Linked DNA regions of Pan troglodytes: region 1 is linked to region 2. A link is a contact called in public Hi-C data. All regions are on one chromosome and are shown on one strand. Each heading gives the region's core, a stretch centred on a gene start, on an enhancer-like site or on the middle of the called end of the contact. The rest is flanking DNA. Distances are from core to core; before and after follow the strand shown.

Evidence for each region. A called contact is a pair of places that touch in the nucleus more often than the background predicts.
Region 1: a contact with region 2 is called in a Hi-C map of a lymphoblastoid cell line, with 2.8 times the contacts expected there. The contact joins two enhancer-like sites. A contact is called at or near these places in 4 of 7 Hi-C or Micro-C datasets (blood, induced pluripotent stem cells, a lymphoblastoid cell line and 1 more), 1 of 1 datasets of contacts at active chromatin or transcription factors (stem cell-derived excitatory neurons) and 1 of 1 other capture datasets (stem cell-derived neural stem cells).

The regions. Positions count from the first base shown.
Region 1 is chr10:7,927,013-7,933,672 of NHGRI_mPanTro3-v2.0_pri, forward strand. It overlaps WNK1 (WNK lysine deficient protein kinase 1), which reads left to right. Exons shown (of 29, transcript NM_001185048.3): 2 at 6,101-6,273. Among named protein-coding and RNA genes, the nearest start is that of WNK1, 57 kb to the left of the region's middle. Within about 2 kb of position 3,354, at least 1 of the 24 cell types and tissues checked has an H3K27ac peak or open chromatin away from gene starts, as enhancers often do. A contact at or near this core is called in a lymphoblastoid cell line, where this site is marked.
Region 2 is chr10:7,691,175-7,698,060 of NHGRI_mPanTro3-v2.0_pri, forward strand. B4GALNT3 (beta-1,4-N-acetyl-galactosaminyltransferase 3) reads left to right here. Exons shown (of 20, transcript XM_016922709.4): 20 at 1-6,886. The region is part of intron 1 of NINJ2 (ninjurin 2); the gene reads right to left. Among named protein-coding and RNA genes, the nearest start is that of NINJ2, 88 kb to the right of the region's middle. Within about 2 kb of position 5,442, at least 10 of the 24 cell types and tissues checked have an H3K27ac peak or open chromatin away from gene starts, as enhancers often do. A contact at or near this core is called in a lymphoblastoid cell line, where this site is marked.

The DNA.
Region 1 (6,660 bases), core at 2,104-4,603, 230 kb after region 2:
CCACTAAGTTTCAGTGCTAATAACTCCATTTGAGCTTTTCAGTTCTGTTTTGTTGGTTTCCCCTTTGGCAAACCCTCATTACCCTATTCAAAAAACTTTGGGAACTGTTTCTTCCCCATTTGCTGCAGAGTAACATTTGTCTCTGAAGTGTAAGATTTCCTTCCAGTAGGGAGCAATAATTCTTTTTTTTTTTTTTTTTTTTTGAGACGGAATCTGGCTCTGTCGCCTAGGCTGGAGTGCAGTGGCGCAATCTCGGCTCACTGCAAGCTCCGCCCCCCGGGTTCATGCCATTCTCCGGCCTCAGCCTCCCAAGTAGCTGGGACTACAGGCGCACGCCACTACGCCTGGCTAATTTTTTGTATTTTTAGTAGAGACGGGGTTTCACCGTGTTAGCCAGGATGGTCTTGATCTCCTGACCTCGTGATCCGCCTGCCTCGGCCTCCCAAAGTGCTGGGATTACAGGCGTGAGCCACCGCGCCCGGCTGGGAGCAATAATTCTTCTATTTTTATTCTCATTCACATTTATCTTTCCTTTTTCTCCCCTTCTCAGCCTTCTTGCTTTCTTCAGGAAGAACTCCTGCAAGACCTCACCTATAGTAGTTTGAGTTTAACCCTGTTAGTTAGCTGCTTTCACATTCAAATCAATTTAATCTACTTTAATAAAAAACTTTAAAAATTTATGTGAATGACTAGGTATTGTTCTAAGTTTTGCTATGCAATAGATACTGTAAGTCACTTAGTGAAAGTAGTTTGCCTTTTTTTTTCTTTTTTCTTTTGGAGACGGGGTTTTGCTATGTTGTAGGCTGGTCTCAAGCTCCTGGCCTCAAGCAGTTCTTCTGCCCCAGCCTCCCAAAGTGTGAGCCGCCATGCCCAGCCCTAGTTTGCCATTTTCTGTTTTATTTATTAATATATTTTTATTTGTTGCCTTTGTCCACATGTTCTAAGCCATTTTCTAATAGAACTAAATGTGTTTTTTTTCTTTTTGTGGTTCAGCTATTATATGTATCTGCTACTTTTAGCATTAACCTAAAGCTTCCTGTATATGCCAAGTCCCAGGTATTTTGGAATCCCATGTGGCTTTTGTGCCCTCCAAAGAGAGGTGGAGAGAACCTCTTAGACTCCAACGTTTACATACTCTTGGCCCAGATTTGGGGATTAAGTGAAGGGTGCCTAATTAATAGAACCTATGCATTCGTATACATCTGGCTTGAGAAAACTGTATCTCTCTCTCTTTTTTTTTTTTTGAGAAGGAGTTCCGCTCTTGTTGCCTAGGCTGGAATGCAATGGCGAGATTTCGACTCACTGCAATCTCTGCTTCCCAGGTTCAAAGCGATTCTCTGGCCTCAGCCTCCCGAGTACCTCGGATTACAGGCGCCTGCCACCACGCCCGGCTAATTTTTGTATTTTTAGTAGAAATGGGGTTTTACCATCTTGGCCAGTCTGGTCTTGAACTCCTGACCTCAGGTGATCTGCCCACCTTGGCCTCCCGAAGTGCTGGGATTACAGGCGTGAGCCACCGCACCTGGCCTCCTATCTCTCTTATAAGTAGACTTTTCTTCTTACTTCTTTGAAACAGAAACTTTTTGTAAATAAATAAAGTGTATAAAGGTGAGCCATATTGGGAAGAAGGGGCTGATAGAGGAGTTAGAACAACCAGGTAACCAGATTTTTTTTTCCTATTCTTTTGAGAAAAAAAAAAAATTTTTTTTTTTTTTTTGGTCTTTCTGAAACTGGTACTATTTCAGAATGTTAGGTAAAAGTCTCCATGGGGAAGCAGGGGATGTGATGCCATGTTTACCTGCCCCTCCCCCCCATAATTATGATATCTTTTCACCCATTGAGGAAAGTTGGGCTCACACAGACTCTCTTCTTTATGGGATAGACCCCAAATTTCATCTCTAAGAGTACCAGACTGGAAGGTCATAAAGAAATCTGCAGTAGGAATTTAATCTGTAGATTTGGCCACATAAAATGCAGGTGTAATTTTTATATTATACTTCAAAACACCTTGAAAGCCATGTTAGTCTTTTTGCTATCTTTAACAGTTAAGAATTTTTGCATGAGAATTATTATTTTGTTTCTAGTTGTAGTTTTTCCAACCTTTCCCAGGCCTTCAATCTCTAATTCTGAAGTTTTTAAGAAGAGTTAGTTACCTACAGTTAATACTTCTGTCATCTTTGAATTGCTGTTATACCATATAGGCCTATGAGAGAGTTGCCAGACTTAAATAATTATTTATATGCTTAATTTCTTTTAACATATAGAATAATTCTTTAAAAAATTTTTTTCTCTGTAAACTGTAACTGAAACCCATGGTGCCCTGGAAAGCAATGTTACAAACTGCTGTACCCTCTGCCTGAAGACAAGTTTTTATTTCTTTATCCTAATACCCAACAACAATTAGTATCACTTTAAAAGATGAAATAGAGGCCGGGCACGGTGGCTCACGTCTGTAATCCCAGCACTTTGGGTGGCTGAGATGGGCAGATCACAAGGTCAGGAGTCCCAGACCAGCCTGACCAACATGGCGAAACCCCGTCTCTACTAAAAATACAAAAATTAGCCAGGTGTGGTGGCACACGCCTGTAATCCCAGCTATTCAGGAGGCTGAGGCAGAATTGCTTGAACCCGGGAGGTGGAGGTTGCAGTGAGCCGAGATTGTGTCACTGCACTCCAGCCTGTGCGACAGAGCAAGACTCCGTCTCAAAAAAAAAAGGTGAAATAGATGCCCATGTCTTTGCTAAGTCAGTGTGGTGCAGAAAATGATAAGGAGGGAGTATTCCAATATTGACCTAAAATATTTTAATCAAGAATTCCAGACACTTTTCTCCACCCATATTTTGATATGTAGAGTTATCATATGTGGTCTTAATTTAGCAGTAAAATTTTGAATATTGCACATATATAATACTAGAGAAATTTAAATGTTAATAAGACTTGAGGACCAGATAATTTTGGGGATACAGTTGTTAGCTGTAAAGTAAAAATTTCAAGTTTAATGAATGAAAACTAGTCTCACTGCTTCATTAACACAATTGGTTTGGAAGGTTTGCTTCTGGGCGAATAAAGTGAACAATAGCAAAGGATGGGATTGCTACTTTAAAAATACTAAAATATGAGGGTAAAGAGAGATGTCTGTCAGAGGATGTTTAAAATGAAACAGCTTCTTAAAAGCAAGGGACGGAAGATGTGCAAATGGTTATGAGGTCATTGTACTAAACATTAGCATTGTGCTTCTCACTCCAGAAGAAATTACATCAGTGGATAATCTACTGAGCACTGTAATTTGGGTAGTACTGAGATGAGCAATTGTTTTAGTTGTTGCCTGACCCCCACCCCACCCCCAGCAGCCTGGAACTGTGCATGTTATGAAGAGGTCATGTGACACTGATCCTTGGTTTTGCTCATTTATCCTGTCAAAACAACTTAATGTAGATGGAAAGAAATGAACGAAATGAATAGAATGGGTTAGCTGTATCAGCTTTAGTTTATATTGAAGGTAATGAATGCTGCAATTGGGATAGTATAGTATATTAAGGCCCCAGGAATATCCAGCTCCATAATGGTGAAGAGAAGTTTCTAAAAAGCAACAGTGGCTAATCCATTCTAAGTCTCACTTGATGTTTTAATGCTACTTTTTGATACAGTCTTTTAAAATTTTATCATTGTATTCATGATAATTTGATTGACAGTTGGTAATATTTAAACAATATATGGTTCCTCTTATTTTACCTTCAGCTGTAATTTTAGTATAAAGTTCCTATTTCTTTTCAATAATTATTATATAATAACGTGGATCTTCTGAGAAGAAAATTATTTTAGAAGTTTTGCAAAATATTTAGGGTTTGTTTGTTGTCATTGAAACATGAGCTTTGAACCAAATCTTCATTTGTCTCTTAGTTGTGTTTTTCATGTGAATTTGAGGGAGATAATAACATTTTGTGAGTCAGTTCGTCTCACAACATTTTTCTGAGGATTAAATGAAGTGAAGCAGCCAACTAGTAAATGGCAAATACTTGGCAAAAATTATTTTTAAAACCCCAGGTGTTCCTTCTGATCTGTGTCTTATGTTAGTTTTGATCTACTTTATTATTGTCTTAAAGTCTTTTGGGTACTAAAATTATGTACTTCTCTAAGATATTTTATGAAATGTTCCTAGATTAAAAAAAAAACAAGATTCAGTTATAGATGGAACAAGTAGACAAATTATTGAAAGAAGCCCCAAATTATTTGTTTAGGTTTCCCCCATTTCCTGCTTTGTTGATGATAATCTGTTGTCATGCATCTGTATTTCTAACTTCAAACATTAAGCAGGGGTTCTCAGATCCCTTAAAATAAATAATACTTTTCAGAAAGGATAAAAACACTTAGCTATGTAAAGTAGCCTGTATTTATAGTATAGATGTCTTCTGGGCAAATTAGAGATAAAATATTCTAAATATTTCTATGGAATTTTTAGATTGTCATTCAGTGTATTCTCAAGGAAAATTAAACACGGATTTTTGATGGCAAAGAAGTCCCCCATTTTTTTCCCTCTATGCTTTGCTATAAATAAGTAGTTGGCAGCTTTTTTACAATAAGCTTTTACAAACCATTTTTAAAAATCAAAAGCTGGGACCTTTGCAAGTTGATCATTCTGTATGGGTTGTGTTGGACTTAACTGAGACTCAGAGGCCCAATTTCAATTCTCATTTTTCTTTTAAGTCACAGGAATTTTTTATCCTTGGGGAAATGCTAACTGCTTATTAAGGACACACACACACTTTTAAAGGGGTATTGAGGGGAAAAGACATTTATGGAATTCATTCAACAAATGGCTGTTGAACAAGTCACTATGCTAGGTTGTCAGGTGCTAAAGATAGAACACAAAAAGGTATTTTGTCACTGCCTTTTCATGACAAAATAAAGCCTCTGAGGGCTTATTCTATGGGGGATAAGAGTCAATATAATGTTGCCTGTGATTAAGTGTTATGTAAGAGGCATGTACATAGTATCCATTGGTTTTAATGCTATTGGGCAGAGTAGAAACAGGAGTAGTAACTTGGTTTCCTTTTATTACATTCCTTATTGGGTACTTTTGGTGACAGAGTGAGAACCTTAAAGTTCAATTAATAATTGATGTAATAACTGAAGAGAAAAATTAATGAACAAGAAGGTAGATCAGAAAACATTGCCCAGAAAGTAGCATACAGAAGGAAATGGAAAATGAGAGAGAAATTAAAGGATATTAAGGATAAACTAAAGTTATACATATACTCACACACATTTAAAAATTGTTTAAAAAGAAAAGAAGAGTTGGAAGGGGAGAAAAAGAGAATGAGAGGAGACAGTGTTTAGAGAGATACTGATAATTTTCCTGACTTGAAGACAAATACTTGAGTATTTAAGTTATTGCTTAAAAGAAAAAAAAAAATTAGGCTTCATGCAGTGGCTCACACCTGTAATCCCAGGCTTTGGGATGCCAAAGTAGGAGGATCACCAGAAGTTCAAGACCAGCCAGTGCATCATAGCAAGACCTCATCTCTACAAAAAATTAAAAAATTAGCCGGGCAAGGTGGCACATGCCTGTAGTCCTAGCTACTCTGGAGGCTGAGGTGGGAGGATCCCTTGAGCCCAGGATTTGAGGCTGCAGTGAGCTATGATAGCACCGCTGCATTCCAGCCTTGGTCAAAGAGTGACTTCCTGTCTTTTAAACAAACAAACAAAAATAAAAACAATGTTTTGGTTAAAGATAGATTGATTTTAATCAAGGCAAAGATAGAACTGGAATTTATATTTAGGTCTTTCTGCCTCCAAAGCCTGTGTTCATTTCCTGATATTAAATTGCATGTCTAGCAATTGATGACTTATGTTGGATATGGAAAGTTAACTGCACCTTACAAAAATGAGACTATATCTGAGTTACACATTAACAGTAAAGATACTAAAATGATCTCAAGCATGAATGTATATAATCCAAATCTATCATTTATAACTTCAGCATTTGCATTTTTTAAACACCATCGATCATGATTTAGTAATGTTTAAGTGTCTAAGATTAACTGTCTGATTTGGTGTTTTATCATTTTAAACCACATTCTGTTTTGGTTTTTGATTTTAGGATCGAAAATTAACAAAGTCTGAGAGGCAGAGATTTAAAGAAGAAGCTGAAATGTTAAAAGGTCTTCAGCATCCCAATATTGTTAGATTTTATGATTCCTGGGAATCCACAGTAAAAGGAAAGAAGTGCATTGTTTTGGTGACTGAACTTATGACGTCTGGAACACTTAAAACGTAAGTTCATCAGTATTACAAAAGCTGACCAAGAAGTATGAGAGAATTTGATTTTTTAAATTTCAGGTCTACCAGTTTTACTTTTGTTGTTCAGCCTACTAAGAAGGGAACAGTCCTTCCGACTGTTACTGTATTAGCATATTTCCTTGCCCACAAAGTCCTCTAGTATATAAAGTGATTTGATAATTATTTCTTGGTAAGTATTGAAATGAGAAGTTATGGCCGAGCATGGTGGCTCATGCCTGTAATCCCAGCACTTTGGGAGGCCGGGGCAGGCGGATCACCTGAGGTTGGATCACCTGACCTGAGGTCAGGAGTTCGAGACCAGCCTGGCCAATGTGGTGAAACCCCGTCTCTACTAAAAGTACAAAAATTAGCCGGGCATGG
Region 2 (6,886 bases), core at 4,192-6,691:
GATCTGGACGCCCCTGGGCATCTGGGCAACAAGAGGACGTGGGTTTGGTGATTGGCATGGGATGAGGCAGGGGGGTGGGGGACACCAGAGACCCAGCGGTTTGCCCCATTCCTGGGCCTGCCCGGCACAGTCATTACCCTCCCTCTTCCGCGCCCTCCTCTCTCGTTCCAGCTCAGACTTCCCTGTCACCTAGGCCTCTTGCCAAGTCCCAGCTCCTAAGGCTGGTGCGATTCCATCCCTTGAAGTCAAGGATTGCTTCATTGTTCTGCCAGACAGCCCTTTATCCCTTAATCCTTGTTGGCCTATATTTTTGTTTATTTACAGAACTTAGGTTGGATAGGAAAGGAATGCCTTTTTTAACAGAAAAGTAAACATGTTTTTCATTGTTTATCCGCTTTATGGTCAGTGGGGACCATAAGCTCCAACAGATCATTCTGCTCTTTCTTGGAAACAAGATTACAGGGCTGTTCTCCCAGAGGGCCGTGGAGGTTGGGTAAACCCCAGAGTGGTAAGTAACTGCCCTACCAAAAAGCCATGGAGCCCGCAGATCAGTGTGTTTAGGCCCTGGGGCCTGTGGCAGGCAGTGTGTGTCCCATGGGAAGTGTAGGCCTGGTGAGGGGAGTTGTAGCAGCCCGGAGGGCGTCACCAAAGGCACCTTGACCACATTCCAGCCCTGCTTTAATGAGTGAGCAATCCGGGCCGGGAGCACTGGACGCCTTTTCTTATCTGCGAGGTCGAAGGGACTGGAACACAGGCTTCCTTGGGTCCTTCCTAGCACGGAGTAATCTAGGGATGGGAAAGCCGGCTCTGAGCAGAGAATCCCGGGGGCTGAGGACGTCGCTGAGAGGCCACTGCAGGGCATGGGTGACCCTCCCATGAGTCGTTCCTGCCAGCCCTGAGAACACCCACGTGGGAGCTTCCTGTGTGCCAGCTCACAGTCAGGGCTACACACTAGCAGGGAGCTTCCTGTGTGCCAGCGCACAGTCAGGGCTACACACTAGCAGGGAGCTTCCTGTGTGCCAGCGCACAGTCAGGGCTACACACTAGCAGGGAGCTTCCTGTGGGCCAGCGCACAGTCAGGGCTACACACTAGCAGGGAGCTTCCTGTGTGCCAGCGCACAGTCAGGGCTACACACTAGCAGGGAGCTTCCTGTGGGCCAGCGCACAGTCAGGGCTACACACTAGCAGGGAGCTTCCTGTGGGCCAGCGCACAGTCAGGGCTACACACTAGCAGGGAGCTTCCTGTGGGCCAGCGCACAGTCAGGGCTACACACTAGCAGGGAGCTTCCTGTGGGCCAGCGCACAGTCAGGGCTACACACTAGCAGGGAGCTTCCTGTGGGCCAGCTCACAGTCAGGGCTACACACTAGCAGGGAGCTTCCTGTGGGCCAGCGCACAGTCAGGGCTACACACTAGCAGGGAGCTTCCTGTGGGCCAGCGCACAGTCAGGGCTACACACTAGCAGGGAGCTTCCTGTGTGCCAGCGCACAGTCAGGGCTACACACTAGCAGGCCCAGAGGAACAGGGGCCTGTCACCCTGCTGGTGGCCTCAAAATGACCGACTGCCCGGGAAAGCCAGGCCTCCCTTGAGAAGGGGACAGTGGCGACCTAGGCTTTTGGAAAGCTGATTTCTCACAAAGGGAAAGGGTGGGTCCCAGCCTGGGAAGAGTGATTCGTTCAAAGGAAGGGGCTTAGGTGAGCTTTTAATTCGGTGTCAGTCCCCTTGTCAGAATTCAGTTGGGAAGGGTGCCTGGGCCTGTCCCACTGTGTGCACACACAGTGGGCTGTCAGCACACTGGAACGATGGTGGTTCCCACTTACAGAGGACATACCTTGTGCCTGCCACAGGGTTAAACACAGGACATGAGTCACCTTATGTAGTCCTCACAACAGTTCTGCGAAGTAGATGAGGGCATCATCATCACAGTTGAGAAAATGGAGGCTCAGAGAGGCTAAGTAACTTGCCCAAGATCACACAGCACAGAGTTTTAAATCCCAATCCTCTATGTGCCAGAGCCTGTAATTTTTTTTTTTTTTTTTTTTTTGAGATGGAGTTTCACTTTTGTTGCCCAGGCTGGAGTGCAGTGGCACAATCTCAGCTCACTGCAACCTCCCACTCCAGGGTTCAAGCGATTCTCCTGCCTCAGCCTCCCGAGTAGCTGGGATTATAGGTGTGTGCCACCACACCCAGCTAATTTTTTTTTTTTTTTTTTTTTGAGACAGAGTCTCGCTCTGTCGCCTAGGCTGGAGTGCAGTGGCGCAATCTCAGCTCACTGCAAGCTCTGCCTCCCGGGTTGATGCCATTCTCCTGCCTCAGCCTCCCGAGTAGCTGGGACTACAGGCGCCTGCCACCACACCCGGCTAATTTTTCTTATTTTTAGTAGAGACGGGGTTTCACCATGTTGCCCAGGCTCGTCTCGAACTCATGACCTCAGGTGATTCACCTGCCTCAGCCTCCCAAAGTACTGGGATTATAGGCGTGAGCCACCACACCAGGCCCAGAGCCTGTAATTTTCACCCTTACTCTACTGCGCCCAAGAAGTGGAAGACATACTCCCTACTCCAAGGAGTTTAAGATCGAAAGATAAACACATGCAGTCTGGCTGGGTGTGGTGGCGCAAGCCTATTGCCATCCCAGCTATTTAGGAGGCTGAGACAGGAGAATTGCTTGAACCTCAGAGGCGGAGGTTGCAGTGGGACAAGATTGCACCACTGCACTCCAGCCTGGGCAACAGAGCAAGAGTCCATCTAAAACGAAAAAAACAGAAAAACAAAAAACAAACAAACAAACAAAAAAACAGATAAAAAACAAAAACATATGCAGCCTAAGATGAAAGAAGACTAGTCCCATAGGGTACACATGCACACTTACTAAGAGGAGGCATAACCTCTACCTGAGTGAAACTTGTCTGAGGCTTTCCTGAATCTGCAGTGGGGCTGTGTCCCTGAGCCCCTGCACTGCTGCCTCAGAAGGGGCACTAGACCCAAAGACCCAAAGGCAAAAGGCTTGGGTTCAAACTGGTAAGAAGGGACCTGGGTGACTGGAAGAACAGGGTTGAGAGAAGGAATGTTATCTGTACCTTTTGAATTTTGAAACATGTGAACGAACTATCATCTTAAAAAATAAATTTGGCCGGGCAAGGTGGCTCACGCCTGTAATCCCAGCAGTTTGGGAGGCGGATCATGAGGTCAAGAGTTCGAGACCAGCCTGGCCAACATGATGAAACCCCGTCTCTACTAAAAATACAAAATTAGTTGGGTGTGGTGGTGCATGCTTATAATCCCAGCAACTTGGGAAGCTGAGGCAGGAGAATCACTTGAACCTGGGAAGGCAGAAGTTGCAGTGAGCCGAGATGGTGCCACTGCCCTCCAGCCTGGGCAACAAGAGGAAAACTCTGTCTCTAAAATAAATAAATAAATAGGCCAGGCGTGGAGGGAGGTTGCAGTGAGCTGATATTGTGCCACTGTACTCCAGCCTGGGTGACAGAGCGAGACTCCATCTCAAAAAAAATAATAATAATAATAATAATAAATTGGTAACAAAAGCAAATATGCACTCTGCTATGGTCTGAATGTGCCCCCTAAAGTTTATGGGTTGGAAACTTAATCTCTGCTGTAATAGTGTTGAGAAGTGGGAACTTTAAGAGGCAATTGGGTCACGAGGGCTCTGCCCTCATTTATGCCATTATCATGGCAGTGGGTCAGGTTATCTCAGGATTAAAAAAAAAAAAAGATGAGCTTGGCTCCCTTCCTCTCTCATGCTTGCAAGCTCTCTGGCCCTGCCACCTTCTACCAGGGAAGGATGTGGCATGAAGGCCCTCACCAGATGCCAATGCAATGTTCTTGGACTTGCCAGTCTCCAGAACCATGAGCCAAATACACTTCTATTGTTTATAAATCACCCAGTCTCAGTTATTCTGTTATAGCAACACAAAACAGACCAAGACATACCCCCAAAAGGCCAGTGGTTAAAATAAACATGTTAAAACAAAAGTGAATTTATGACTTCATCTCACCCAGACCCTAGCTGGTCCTCCTCTGAAGTGGGAATAATATCTGCCCTGTCTAGCACAAAGGGCTGTTAGAAAGATCAATAGGATCATGTGGGGGAATGTGCTTTGAAAACTGTGAAGTATTAAACAAATATGAGATGAGAGGGAAATCTATCCCACAGAGGATTATACTCCCACGTGTGGGCCTAGAGGCATTTCAAATACTGTGTTGTGACTCAGGGCCCGTCCCAGCCCCAGTTTTGAAGTAGGCACCATTTATGGTCCTAACAACTTCCATTGTGTTTGAAATGCCTCCCGTACCCATTGGGCAGCCTCTCTCCTCGCTCCTGCTGGCTCTCGCCTTCGAGCCGCCTGCAGGAAGGGAAACACTCACACAAGCCCACCTGCATTGGGTCTCCAGGGTCACTGTTACTCAAGGGTAGTCCTCTCTCCTGGGGCCCCCACCCACCTCTCTAGCCTGGTCCCCAGCTCCTCCTCCCACCCCTGAAGAGCGAACCCTGTGCCAGGCTCTGTGATGCTCAGACGTGCGGGGCCACACCAGATTACTCACTGTTCCCTGAACACACCCCACCCTTCCCAGCTGCTCCTGCTCTGCTCCAGGACTAAAGGCCTTTCTTTCTTCACCATGCTCCCCCCGGGGAAAGCCTCCCCTCCTTTCTAGACCCTGTCCCCAAGTGCACTCCACCAAGGCCCTGTTTGAAAGAAGGTCGCCTGCTCCCTGGCCTGTACTGGCCTTGGGCGTTGTTGAGTCCTCCTGAGACGGCTCCTTCTGCTGCCCACTTTAGCACACGGACCCCATCTTCCACGGGCCTGAGTCTCCATGGAGCCTAGCTCAGCACCTTGCCCACATGAGGTACACAATGAATGATGATCGCATTGAATTTTTATGAGACAGCTTTTTCAAAAAAGGCAAAAGTAAGGCTCTTTAAGGGTGGGGCTTCAGGCACAGGGGCTTCTGGGTGGGGGAGAGGAGTTTGGGGAGTGAATCTTTGCTCTTAAACACCCCCACTGCAGGGAGAGCCCTTTTTTCCCTAGATCCTGCCTTTGCTCAGCAGTCCTGAGGGAGCCTCAGGGAATGAATGACTGGGGCTGGAAGCTGCAGCTGGTCTTCAGGCCAAAAGCTGTAAAAGCCCAGACCCCTGAGGCCTTCTGTCTGGGGCAGGCCCCATGCAGGCTCCTGACTGCAGCCAAGAGCAGGGATCTCGCCCTTAAAAATCAACAGTCTCTAATCCACGTCGGGGTGGGGTTTCTTTTGCATGTTATTCCAGCAATAATACGTAACTGGTCCAGAAACCGCCTCTGAGCCCTGGGCACAGTCTCACTGAGAGTTCCAGCCCTTGCCCCGAGCTGCAAGCTGGGGCCTAAAGCTGCAGCACCGAGAGGCCACGTGGGGCGAGGCCTCCCCGGAAGGCCTGCGGCGCCGCCGGTGTCCACCAGGGGGCGCCAGGAAACAGCGCGGGGCGGTCCCAGCTCAACCCGCCGGCGCGGGCACACCCGGGCTTTGACCCCTTTGTGATCGAGGAGACGGACGGGTTTCTCTCTAACAAAAGGGGGCTATAAATTACAAACGGAAGCGGAGTGTGTAGGGAAGAACAGGAAAGCACGTGCGTTGAAACCGGAACTCGGGGCTGCTTGCTTGCTTATTTATTTTAGTTATTACTGTTTTCTTGGGGCAGGCCCTTGCTCTGTCGCCCAGGCTGCGGGGTGGTGGCCCCGTCATAGCTCACTGCAGCCTCGACCTCGGGGCTCAAGCGATCCTCCTGCTTCAGTCTCCCAAAGTGCCGGGACTGCAGGCGCGAGCCGCCACCCCGGCCTCCGTGCTCTTTCTTAGGGAGCATTTTCCACCTCCCCTGCAAGAGGCCGTTTTGTCAGTAGCTTTCAGAAAAGACTGTTGTCATCTCGGGGTTCAGAGTTAATCGTGGATTTACCTACCACACAGAAATTTCCAAAGAATCGATCTGCTCCCTCTCAATATCCACCCTAAACAAGAGCACTTTCCCAATCAGCGCCTTGTCCTGGGGCTTCCAGACCCATCTGGCCTTTTGCTCTTTGCTCTATGCCCACTTTAGCTGTGAGGTTCTCAGAGACATTCCCCAAAGCCCTCCCAGCCGATCTCTGCTGACTTCAATCCTACTCATCCCTCAGGGGCTAACAAAATTGCTAAAATTTAAACAGTAATAATTAAATAATGATATTGCTGTATGTCAGGCACGACTCCACAAAGCAGGTATTAATACAGATGGTCCCCAGCTTTCGCACCATCGTAAGTGATACACTTTACAAACTGTCCTTCGAGTAGCCAAACAACCACTCTCTTTTTCACTTTCAGTACATTATTCAATGAATTACACAAGATATTCAATAGTCTCTTATAAAGTAGGCTTTGTGTTAGATGATGTTGCCCAGCAGTAGGCTGGTGTAAGTGGGCTGAGCACGCTGAAGTTAAGCTAGGCTAAACTATGAAGTTCAGTAGGCTAAGTGTATTAAATGCATTTTGACTTACAATATTTTCAACTTACTATGGGTTTATCAGAATGTAGCTCTATCATAAGTTGAGAAGCAACACTAGTCTCATATATATATATATACATATATATAGGTACATATATATATAAATATTTTGGCATGATCTTGGCTCACTGCAACCTCCACCTCCTGGATTCAAGCAATTCTCCTGCCTCAGCCTCCCAAGTAACTGGGATGTAGTCCCATTCTACAAGTGAAGAAGTTGAGGCTCAAAGAGGTCAAATGCCCAAAGTCACCAGATACTGAGGGATGGCCCCAGTGTCTAAATCCTAAGCCTGCGTTTTTCTCCTATATGCCAGTGGTTCTCCATGTGTGCTCCTTGAAGTAGCAGCAGCAACATCACCTGAA